Linked DNA regions of Mus musculus: regions 2, 3 and 4 are each linked to region 1. Evidence: chromatin contacts called from public ChIA-PET and HiChIP or PLAC-seq data. All regions are on one chromosome and are shown on one strand. Each heading gives the region's core, a stretch centred on a gene start, on an enhancer-like site or on the middle of the called end of the contact. The rest is flanking DNA. Distances are from core to core; before and after follow the strand shown. Region 1 overlaps Dnah11 (dynein, axonemal, heavy chain 11). Region 2 overlaps Sp4 (trans-acting transcription factor 4). Region 3 has its middle 90 kb from the start of Sp4. Region 4 has its middle 93 kb from the start of Gm25577.

Region 1 (2,700 bases), core at 36-2,535:
TTCTTTTGTTCCAAGTTTGATAAAAATGAACCAAGGAAACTAGAAATCTGCTAGTAGTATGTGGCATTGATTCCTGTAGAATCAGAACTTCCAACCTCTCTTCTCAGCTGTTGGAAGATAAGATGATGCCCCAGTATTTCAACAACATTAAAGAACCTGAAGATTGTCCTAGGGGCTGGGAGTAACACTTAACACTACTTTTATCATAACTAATGGCTCTCTAGATGTGCAGATCTAATTCCTACCCCCCCCCCAACTTCAGAAGACTTGACTTTTCTTTTCTTTTCTTTTCTTTTCTTTTCTCTTTTCTCTTTTCTCTTTTCTCTTTTCTTTTCTTTTCTTTTCGTTTCTTTTCTTTTCTTTTTTCTTGTTTCCTTGTGCGTGTACTTGTCACATGATTGTGGAAGAGAGAAGGAGAGAGGAGGCAGGCATGTGCTCCCACCCCAGATGTGTTTGCCATGTTAAATGTTGCTTCCCCCTGCAGTCCAGTGATCAACAGATTCATAGACATGTTTAGGGGAGAAAGAAAACCTGTATGCAGCAGTGAATGCTTTTCACCACTCCCAAGCTACACACACCCATAGGGTTACGCCCTTTTTAAGGAGACGCAAAGGAAAAATAACATGCCACGCAATAAAGACAGCGGCATAGTAACCGTCAATCTCATAAACATACCCAGACTCTAACCATCTGGCCACCCGAGGACACGCTATTTAACAAAGTGCCATAATGTTTCTTTGGATGTGGGTGATCATGGCTCCTGGAGTAAGGGAGAGGGTGAGAACTTACGACATTACTTAAGTGTCCCCAATCAATTTTGGCTTAGAGAGAGCCACTTCCACTAATTCTGGGTCTATTCTAGGCACTCCCACCTTATTGCTCAATGGGAGGTGAGGGCAAAGCTCTCTGGGAGTCACATTCTAACACAATCTCTCTAATCAGAAAGGATCCTGGCCTCAACTCCACTGGGAAATCGGAAGGCTTGATTCAGTTGCTTTCTTTATTCTTCAAACCTACTTTTTTCACACAGACATTTAAAAACGTATTTGGAGATACCAAACTCATCAAGAAGTGACAAAGATAACTTATAACCCCATAAGGCCAGAATCCCACCCCCAACAATGCACAAAACCCAGATACAATGAAAAGCAACATAAAAGAAGAGATACATATTTGATACAGAGATTGCGAAACTGAAAGTGGCTGACCGAGCTTCCTGCCAATAGTGTACTGAGACTTGTGCACGCTGGGTACCTACCTCAGGCTGACGCAACGTACCTCAATCCCCTCAATTTCTTCGATGAACCTCCTGCTGACTGAGACCAGAGCCTCCTGTGGCCATTCATGAAACCAGTCAATAGCTGTGCAGTTAACTATGGCTGGGAACTTCCGGGCTCTAACTCGCAGTGTGTGGCCAACCGGTGAGAAACAAAAAACCATCTGTAGGGGTGAGGGGGGACAGGTCAGAAACAACAGAGGGATGAGTGTGCCAAGCAGTACACTGAAGTCTCAGACAATGAGGAAGGGGGCAAGGCCAGACACACTAATCAGCTACCCCAGCCCAGGCAGCAAGGTGCAAGGTAGCATTGACTTTCAGAGTGGCGGTGCCACAGGGCAGGCAGAAGTACAGTTGTGCTTTCCTCAAAATGTGGCCCCTCTTCTCTCAAGCATAGCTCATGATTCCCTTTGGGAGTGGGACATTTTACTTGTTCCCTAACACAAGCCACATAAAAATAAGTCACCATGATCGTCAACATTTCTACCTGCAAATTCCTTCTGTTACATGATTCAGTAGGTTTCACAAAGCTGAAATACCTTTTCAACGCAAAGTATAAAACAATAAAATAAAGCCAGATTTATCATCACAAATGACATCAATTTCTGTTTGCATTTAAAATAAAAAGTATCTTCTTTAGTTCTCACCTGAGATTTTTCAGAGAAAAATTTAAAACTTGGGTAGCATGTTTCTGCTAAGAAAAGTTTTTTTCTTACTAGCTAATGATTTAAAAGTTAATTAATATCTGAATAAGCCATTGTTCTGTGTTTGGGATCTGCCAGGGATCAGTTCCAGGATCCCTAACATACCCACAGGTTTTCCAAACACTTATATGAAAAGTATATTGCTTTCACAGGTCAAACCTATTATCCTTCAACCACCTATTAGTCCTTCCTGTTAGGATTACTTATTGCCCCTAAGACAAGGTAAACAGTGTAGGGAGTTGTTATTCTGTGCTATTTAGGGAATCAAGACAATAAAAAGAAGTATGTACACACTCGGTACGGTTATATGCACACTCCGTACAGTTGTGTTCCTCTTCAAATATTTTCACTGCACAGCTGGTGGGATTCATGGATGGGGACATGACAGTCAGAGGATCCAGTCGTGTATTTGTATACTCTCTCTAGACACAGGGATTCATCGGTAGAGCCTGAGGTTGGTTGCAATATCATGTCACAGACAGTGGATGGGAGGAACTCTTCATTGTCAGCACAGTAGGTGTGACCATTCAAGGGTCCTGAGCTTTAGAGGACCACCATTAGAAGTGTAAGCTCAGGGAAAGCATGAAGACACAGGAGACTGCAAGGATTCATTATGCACCCCCATCCCTGCCACCACTGCTATATACTTGAAAACTAGGTTATCTGTCAGCTGGGAAAGGCCCGAGTGGACAGTATCTCTTTTCTCTTCTTAGGACAGGT
Region 2 (2,700 bases), core at 41-2,540, 260 kb after region 1:
CCTTCAACAGTGCAACTTTCACTAAGCACTCGAAAACGAAGTAGTATCTCTCTCTCCAAGAGAAACCAACTAACCTGTGTGGGTCCTTCTGTGTCTCTGAAGCTCATCGCTCCTTGTGAATCTTTTGCCACAAAACATCCAGTTGCATATGAACGGTCTTTCTCCAGTGTGCCATCGGAGATGTGCTCGGAGGTGAGAGGTCTTGCCATATACTTTCCCACACCCTTCAATGTGGCAAACATGCTGCTTCTTCTTTCCTGGTTCACTGCTGCCCCTAACAGAACAAAACCAATACCATTATACCCTAAACTCAGCTTCTATCTGTGCCAAAAACACAGGTAGGCCATCTACATGATTAGAAAATGCTTTTCTGAGTATGTCTGAACAAAAACACATGAGAAATTTTTTCATTAAGGAAAAAAAAATCAAATATGGTCATGTACTATATAAACACTTATATGAAAATGTGGTAAGCTTCAGAATTTATGTCTACTACATAGCTCAGACTGCCTGTACTAGCTATAATGTTGCAGTTATCCTCATATTCACGATTTCCCTGTCACAGACTCCCTATTGTTGGAGTTGTAGGCATGCTACCCACAGGTAGGAAAGAAAACAAACCTCTTGAGAATTATCCTCTAAATATCAAAAAGATAGTTAAAATATACCGTGCACACCTTTAATCCTAGCACTTGGGAGGCAGAGACAGGCAAATTTCTGAGTTTGAGGCCAGCCTGGTCTACAGAGTGAGTTCCAGAACAGCCAGGGAAACCCTGTCTTGGGGGGCGGGGGGAATACGGTTCTAAGATTCACTTGTAGAGCAGGTCAGTGTGACAAGGAATTCCATGAACCCCTCCCAGCAAAACTAATAAATTATAAATCTACCTCCCAATACACTATTCAAAAATCTCTGGTCATAGTCCTAAAAACTAATAACAGCAAAAACTAATATTCTCTCTGAAATCTAAAGTATGTAACAATGGAGTCTATAGATCTAAGACTAACTCCTTTTCTTCCTTTCCACCTCCATGACAAAGGAGAGTTACAGAACAGTACAGCCATGAGGGCTTCCTCCCTCCAGCCTCTTCCAGAGAGGGGCAGGGCACAGTGCTTCTCATTCTACTGCCTGTTGCTGAGGCTGAGCTCCTGTTGAGTGTGGCTAAAAGGCACCCAGTGCCCAACTTACTGAACTCTGCAGTAATTGTGACTGATGAAAATGATATGGCCTAGGTGTTTCCTGACCTTCATGCACAGTTCATAAATTAGAGCTGCCAAGCCGGAAGAGGCAAGGTTAAGAAAATGTGAGCCTATTGTCCCTGCCTCCAAGCACTCAGCTGTTACATCAGGTAGCACTCTACCACACTTGCCACTTAAAAGCCCCAATTCTAGCTAGAATGAACTCCAATCTCAAAGAAACTGACCATCTGTAACCATCTGTAAGAAAGCTGAAGTTTAACTGAAGGGCTTGTTTTTAAAAGGAAACCACTGTTGCAAAGGCACCTGAGGGAAAGATACAGCGTTACTCGAGATAAGGCAAAACCACAGGTTGGTGAATCTGTGAAAAGAAGCACAGGTAGACAGGGAGAGTGAGCTTTGAGATCGGAAAAAAACATATGCTCCCAGAAGTCAACAAAGCAATAAAGCTTCAGCTAAACTAACCAAGACAAAAAGACTCAATTACCCCACTCACAAATAAAAATCATTATCAATCTCATGAAAATAAAAGGGCTCTTAGAGGAGCATTAAGTGTCACCAACCACCTAGGCTGACACATCTTAAACAGAAAATTTGAAAAACAAACAAGCAAAGACAAATGGTCAAAGTAAATCTGTAACAAAAAGAACTAGTCAGAAAAAAAACTACAAAGCGGAGAGTCAAATAGCTTTTCTCGTGAAATCCCTTTCCCCTGTATGTATAAGTTTTTGCTTGTTTTGAGACAAGGTCTCACTATACAGCACTGACTGTCCTGGAATTCATTAAGTAAACCAGATTGGCCTAAAAGAGAACCAACTGACTCTGCTACCTAGTGCTTGGGATAAAGGTTTGTACTATTATAATCACCTCCTGCTCAGTGTGTGTGTGTGTGTGTGTGTGTGTGTGTGTGTGTGTGTGTGTGTGTGTGAACTTTTTCAAGCTTTTCAAAGACTTGTTCAAAGAAGAAAACTACAGGGAACACTTCCCAATTCACTTGAAGGCCAATATACAAGAAAAGTAGAGACAAGCACCTCATGAACACATATGAAGAGAATCCTCAACATCAGCAAACTAAGCAGTGTATGGCACATGCTTATGATGCCAGCATTCCCCAGAGACAGAGACACAAGAGAGGCTGGCAGAGAGAGGGAGGGGGAAAGGAGGGGGAAAAGGGTGCAGCAGACAAAATCCAGTCACTTATAAAGAGAATTATACACCATAACCAGGAGGGTTTTACCATACATATGCAAAAATCCTTTGACTTGTAACAACTATACAGATTTTTTAAAAGCTCATAATTATTATAATAAATGCAATAAAGTGTTAGGCATTAAAAACCCTTTATGATTAAAATGAGAGAAAGAGAGGGGGAGAAAAAGGCAATGGAAGGGAGCTTCCTCAACTTAATCCAGGGTTCTAAAGTTGTATTTAAACAGTGAGAAACTAGATGATCTGTTCCCCTACCCTGAAAAAAAAAAATCAGATATTCTCCAAGGTGGAATAAGA
Region 3 (2,740 bases), core at 40-2,539, 400 kb after region 1:
TTTAGAAAGAATATATTTCCTTTCCTCACATCTAAAGCAATTAGCAGTATGACTTATCAGTCCTGCCATTTGCTATTTGTTTTTCTTTTTACCTCAAAAATTATCTTTCCTCATTTAAATCTTATTCTTCTTACATTTTATTACATTATCATTATCTCTTGATCAGTAGTCCATCTATCTATGGCTTTTGGATGTTGTTTTTATCAATTTCTCTAGGGATTATGACATAGTTCTTTATCACAGTTTATTTTAAATTAATATTGAAATATTTTGAGAAAATGTAGAGATTTTTTTTTTTTTTTTTAGAATTATTTATTTATTATATGTAAGTACACTGTAGTTGTCTTCAGATACACCAGAAGAGGGCATCAGATCTCATTACGGGTGGTTGTGAGCCACCATGTGGTTGCTGGGATTTGAACTTCGGACCTTCGGAAGAGCAGTCGGGTGCTCTTACCCACTGAGCCATCTCACCAGCCCGAGATTTTTGAAATAGCACATTTCCTTTAATTCTCTTGCTCTTAGTCACATTTATGTATGCTATAAGCCTATTTTCCTAATTAGTTTTAATTGTAAATGTGACAAAGTCTAAAGTCACTTAAGACAGAAATTTCCACTGAGGCATTGCCTAGATCAGATTGGCCTGAGAGATTATGTTGATTGTTAATTGACGCAGCAGCATCTAACCCACTGTGGACAGCACCATTCCCTAGGCAAGCAGTTCTAGGCCTTATTAGAAAGCTAACTGAGCATGAACCCGTAAGCAAGCCAGCAAGCAGCTTTCCTCCATTGCCTCTGCCTCAGTTTCTGCTAGAGTTCCTGCTTGACTTCTCACAGTGATGGGCTATAAAATGAAATAAACCCATCACTATTCTAAGTTGCTTATTGATCATGGTGTTTGCCATAGCAACAGAATAAAGCTAGATAAGAAACAGATATAATACTATAATTTGTGCTTAAAATAGTTCCATATATTTAAAAAAAATAGAAAAGATTTGTTATGGCTAAGTTGTGATACATTGAAGTTTAAATCTTGACATTTTAGAAGAATGTATATTTCAAGTCTTCAGTGTGGCATAAGTTAAGATGAAGTTATTTTGGTAGTTCCTAATCTAGCATGAACTTTTCCAAGTAGAGGAGACCCACATACACAGAAATCAGACCATGTAGACACACAAGGGAGAGGAGAGTCATGTTCTCTTACCACAAACCAATCCTATCACGCCACCATCATGAACTCTGAGCTCAGAACTGTGAGAAATGTCTGTTCCTGTCATTAAAGCCTCCCAGTCTATGGTAGTTTATTTTGGCAGCCCTCTCTTGCTGACACAGCTCCCATGTTTACCCCACCTATCTGCTATCTCTGGGTTTGATCATTTTTCTGGTGGTACTGGGCGTGTCACACAGGTAACATGTGCTAAGCCACACTCCACAGTTGTCCTCATCCCTTTGATGGATCCTGGTGGCACCCACTGTCATTTCTGCTCAGCATGAAGAATTGCTTTAGCTTTTCTTCTGGTGCAGATGCACTTATGTTAAATTTATTTTTTGTTTATCTAACAGTGTCTTTATTTTCTCTTCACTTTGGGAGTATGTTGTTGCTGGCTGTTGAACTCTTAAAGAGAAGCACATTAAATGTATCTTTCCATCGTTTTCTGGATTTGATTTAGAAGGAGCAAATCATTTATCTGTCATTATTTCCCTGGTGGGATGCATCTCTTACTTAATTTCTGTGTGCGTGTGCATAGTGTATGAATCTGTGCATATGTGTGAATGTGTGAGTGTACATGTATGTACATGTGTGTGTATGTATGCATTTGTATGTATGTGTGTGCATATGTATGCATGTATGTTTGTGCATGGTGTGTGTATGTGTGAATATGTGTGTATGTGTGACTGTGTGTGCATGTCTGTGTATATGATATGTATATGTACATTGTGTCTGTATGTGTGGGCATAATATGGGTGTACATGGTGTCTGTGTAGATGATGTGTGTGTATAGAGTATACATGTACATTGTGTGTGTGCATGTGTGTATATGATGTGTGTGTGCATATATATGTGTGCATGTTTGGGGTTGATATGTGTTTATACTGTGTCTGTCTATGTTATGGGTTATAGTATATACACATATGCATTATGTGTGTGTGCATGGTGTGTGTGTGTATGATGTGTGTGTATAGTGTATATATGTGCATTGTATGTGTGTATGGTGTATGTATGTGTGAGCATGATATGTGTGTACATGGTGTCTGTGTGTGATGTGTGCATGGTGTATATATGTACATTATGTGCATTGCATGGTGTTTATAGTGTTTTGTGGGAAAGTGAGTGTACATATATGTGCATGTGAAGAACAGGATAACTCTGAGTGTTGGTCCTTGTGTTCTATCTTGTTTGAGACAGAGCCTTTCTTGTTCACCACTGTGTAAACCAGGGTAGCACAAGCTCCCAGGGACTCTTTGGTTTGCACTAGGATGAGAGATGCATATTACTGTGTCTGATGATGACTGAACTCCTCACTCTGTATAGCAGGTGCTTTACACACTGCCATCTTGCTGACCTTGGTTATTCAACTTGGCTTCCAAACTTTCCTCTTAGCTTTTAGCAATCTATGGTAATTTTAGAATGGTTTTATATCTATTCTGCCTTGGATTTGTTGAACTTTTTGCCTATTAATATTTTCTATAAAATTATTTTTCTAACATTTTCTCTCTTCTGTTCCTTTGAGATACTTTC
Region 4 (2,700 bases), core at 132-2,631, 420 kb after region 1:
TCTAGTTTTTGACAGCATTGTATCACTTTTTTCTTATTTTCGAGATTATTTCTGAGTTTCAGCAGTTTGACCATAACAAACTTCTCTGTGATTCTTCTAGGTTCTAGGCTTTGTAGGTTAGAGCTTTTGATCAAATTGAGGAATTCCCAGGCACTATATCTTCAAATATATTTCTACCCTTTTCTCACCAGTCTTGCTGGGACTCTTGTGACACACAATTCAGCTGTTTGTTTCTGTAGACTTGCTTCTGACACTGCTGGGTTTTGGTGTGTCCTTGGGTGGGATGACCCTTCTGTGGCTGCAACTCCAACTCCATCATTCTTCCTTTTACCTTCTCAAGTTGCTGTCCAACTTATCTAGTAAATTCTTTATTTCCCTTAGTTGCATTTTTCAGCTCTTGTATTTCTTTGCAGTTCTTAAAGTAATTTAGATTGCAAGTGTGGGCATATCAGATAAGCTATGATATGTTTTGCTTGTCTTGGGGGAGCTGTGGTTACTTTTAGCAAACCACAGAGGGTATTTATTTCATATTTCCTCTCTTTATATAATTTTAGGGTTTCAGTTTTTGCCTGTCTTTCTAGAAGGTACAACTGTGTCTGTGTAACTCAGTGGTTAGCCATTGGTTTAATAGAATTGTGTTAAAACTCCCCAAGCTTCTTCTCTTTTGCTCTCCTTATAGGTCTTGAGTAGAATGAGGACAAGCTTTTGAATGTCTCAGCTCAGTCTTGGCTTATATTTGTGAGCTCTTCTCAGTTTCCTCTAGCAGGACTGGTATTCAATGACCCCATAATAATGATTCACTTCTTCCTAACACATTTTAGCGTTAGTACTTAATATTTGTTATGAGAAGTCTACGCTTCTGTTCGCTTTTCACATAGTTTCTTAAAACCTCAGAATAGAACCTTGAGAATCAAAATAAATGCAGGTGTAATCAGTCAGGTCGAGGTCGACCAGAGTAAGCCGTGTTACTGATCCAACATGACTCCTATCTTAAAAAAAAAAAAAAAAAAAAAAGTAAGCGTGTCATACAAACAGAGACAACAAATAACGGTGCCCTGAGAAGACTGATTCGAAGGAGTGATACATCTATGTTCAAACCAAGGACCACCTGGGGCTGATGTTCTAGTTTGGTTTCTGTTACTATTGATAAAACACAACTTTGGGGGGACAAAGGGTTAATTTGACTTCAACTTACATTTCTTTATCAAGTACAGCCAAGGCAGGAATGTCAGGTATAAACCTGGAGGCAGGAACTGAAGCTGAGAACACAGAAGAATGCTGCTCAGGGGCCATGGTTTGCTCAATCTGCTTTCCTATACGACTCAGAATGGAGGCAGCACCACCCACAGTGGGCTAGACTCTCCAGCATCACTCATTAGTCAAGAAAATACTCCAGCAGATACGCCCACAGGACAAGGTGATAGCGACAACTCACTGACTGAGTTCCTCTTACCAGATGTCTGTAGCAACTAGGGCAGTTACCGGGAAGTAGAAAGAGGCAAAGAAGAATTCCCAGATAAGCCTCAGAGACGCATAGCCTGCTGATGCCTTGATTTTTCTCAGGACTTGGCATGATAGATCACAGCTGTCAGGGGCTTTGTCATGGCATCTTAGGAAGCCGACACCTGGACCCTGACCAACCTAGCTTCCTCTTTTACCCTTACTTGTTTTTCATGCAGAAATCTGTTCATGCAGAACTACCTTCCTCCTAGGTTTACAGTGTTAGAGGAGGAAACCAACGGAAGCAAGGAATGTGTTTATTGCTTTTCTAAAGCTGAATGTCCAGTGATTGCTGGCTTTAAACTGACATGAAGGTCAGAATATATATCTGAGCACAAGCCCATGGCACACAGCTCCCCAAAGCTGCCAAAACAATATTGGTAATTATAATTGAGCAAAGTCCTGTGGCTGTGAATCAGCCTTTCATGCAGTTGCTCACTGGCTCTCATTCTTTGCCCAGCATGCATGGCTCAAATCAGGGTAGATGAAATAGGCAACTCAGATTTTGTAATGGCAGGAAAAAGGAAGCCTTTTGTCATCAGTATTTTTCCTGCTCAGTCTCCTCAGTCATACAGAATCTGGCACCAGCCAGTGGAGGATTCTTACAATGCAGCTGTGTCTGGAAGCTATGTTGGCCAGACTTGTTTCCACTGACAAGTCAGATCAGACAATCACCACCAGGTTAGTGAGACCAAATCACGTCTGAACCTGAGCAGTGTTGATGCAGGCCACTGGGACCTCTCCATCTTCCTGTTCCTCCATATCTGCCCTCTAGCCTTAAAACCTTCCCCCTAAAAGAAAACAAAAATTAAAAATAAATAAAAATTTAAAATGTCACCGTGGAAACTGCAGTGTGTCTCACAATATACCCTTTTGCTCAAACAGCTTTAATTGCAAATGTTCATTGCAATGAGACATTGGTCTGTTTCTCTGGCTTCTGCTACACCATCAATCCTAAATGCTCAGTGGGACTCCTCTTGGGCATCCTGTTTTTGCATTGTGTCATGGAGATCCTACAGCTTTGAATATATAGGACAGGCCCCTTCACAAGCTTTAGCTGCTCATAGATGGGGTAAATGTTGGGGTGGGCCAACTCAAAGCCCTGGATCTGAGTCTGGATGGTAGCTGAGTTGGTTAGCATGCAACCATGGCCAGCTCTCCTGCTTTGCCCAGGTAAAGGGCTGAGATGGGTCTTCAACA

Evidence for each region. HiChIP or PLAC-seq counts read pairs in DNA pulled down with a chosen protein or histone mark. ChIA-PET counts read pairs in DNA pulled down with a chosen protein or histone mark.
Region 2: an RNA polymerase II ChIA-PET map of memory CD8 T cells shows a contact between it and region 1, with 11 read pairs. The contact joins two enhancer-like sites. A contact is called at or near these places in 4 of 39 promoter capture datasets (hippocampal neurons, liver, pre-B cells and 1 more), 1 of 15 datasets of contacts at CTCF or cohesin (pro-B cells), 1 of 484 Hi-C or Micro-C datasets (nephron progenitors) and 3 of 115 datasets of contacts at active chromatin or transcription factors (embryonic basal ganglia, extraembryonic endoderm stem cells and memory CD8 T cells).
Region 3: a contact with region 1 is called in a CTCF HiChIP or PLAC-seq map of CD8 T cells, with 7 read pairs. The contact joins two enhancer-like sites. A contact is called at or near these places in 2 of 15 datasets of contacts at CTCF or cohesin (CD8 T cells and pro-B cells), 1 of 484 Hi-C or Micro-C datasets (Th1 cells) and 1 of 115 datasets of contacts at active chromatin or transcription factors (CD8 T cells).
Region 4: an RNA polymerase II ChIA-PET map of memory CD8 T cells shows a contact between it and region 1, with 34 read pairs. The contact joins two enhancer-like sites. A contact is called at or near these places in 2 of 15 datasets of contacts at CTCF or cohesin (large pre-B cells and pro-B cells) and 4 of 115 datasets of contacts at active chromatin or transcription factors (effector CD8 T cells, embryonic basal ganglia, large pre-B cells and 1 more).

What each region holds. Positions count from the first base shown.
Region 1 is chr12:117,993,851-117,996,550 of GRCm38.p6, forward strand. Dnah11 (dynein, axonemal, heavy chain 11) reads right to left here. Exons shown (of 82, transcript NM_010060.3): 55 at 1,279-1,440. Among named protein-coding and RNA genes, the nearest start is that of Cdca7l, 150 kb to the left of the region's middle. Within about 2 kb of position 1,286, at least 42 of the 459 cell types and tissues checked have an H3K27ac peak or open chromatin away from gene starts, as enhancers often do. A contact at or near this core is called in CD8 T cells, Th1 cells, memory CD8 T cells and 1 more, where this site is marked.
Region 2 is chr12:118,254,336-118,257,035 of GRCm38.p6, forward strand. Sp4 (trans-acting transcription factor 4) reads right to left here. Exons shown (of 6, transcript NM_009239.4): 5 at 75-274. Among named protein-coding and RNA genes, the nearest start is that of Sp4, 46 kb to the right of the region's middle. Within about 2 kb of position 1,291, at least 31 of the 459 cell types and tissues checked have an H3K27ac peak or open chromatin away from gene starts, as enhancers often do. A contact at or near this core is called in memory CD8 T cells, where this site is marked.
Region 3 is chr12:118,389,667-118,392,406 of GRCm38.p6, forward strand. No RefSeq gene overlaps it. Among named protein-coding and RNA genes, the nearest start is that of Sp4, 90 kb to the left of the region's middle. Within about 2 kb of position 1,290, at least 9 of the 459 cell types and tissues checked have an H3K27ac peak or open chromatin away from gene starts, as enhancers often do. A contact at or near this core is called in CD8 T cells and Th1 cells, where this site is marked.
Region 4 is chr12:118,410,585-118,413,284 of GRCm38.p6, forward strand. No RefSeq gene overlaps it. Among named protein-coding and RNA genes, the nearest start is that of Gm25577, 93 kb to the right of the region's middle. Within about 2 kb of position 1,382, at least 24 of the 459 cell types and tissues checked have an H3K27ac peak or open chromatin away from gene starts, as enhancers often do. A contact at or near this core is called in memory CD8 T cells and pro-B cells, where this site is marked.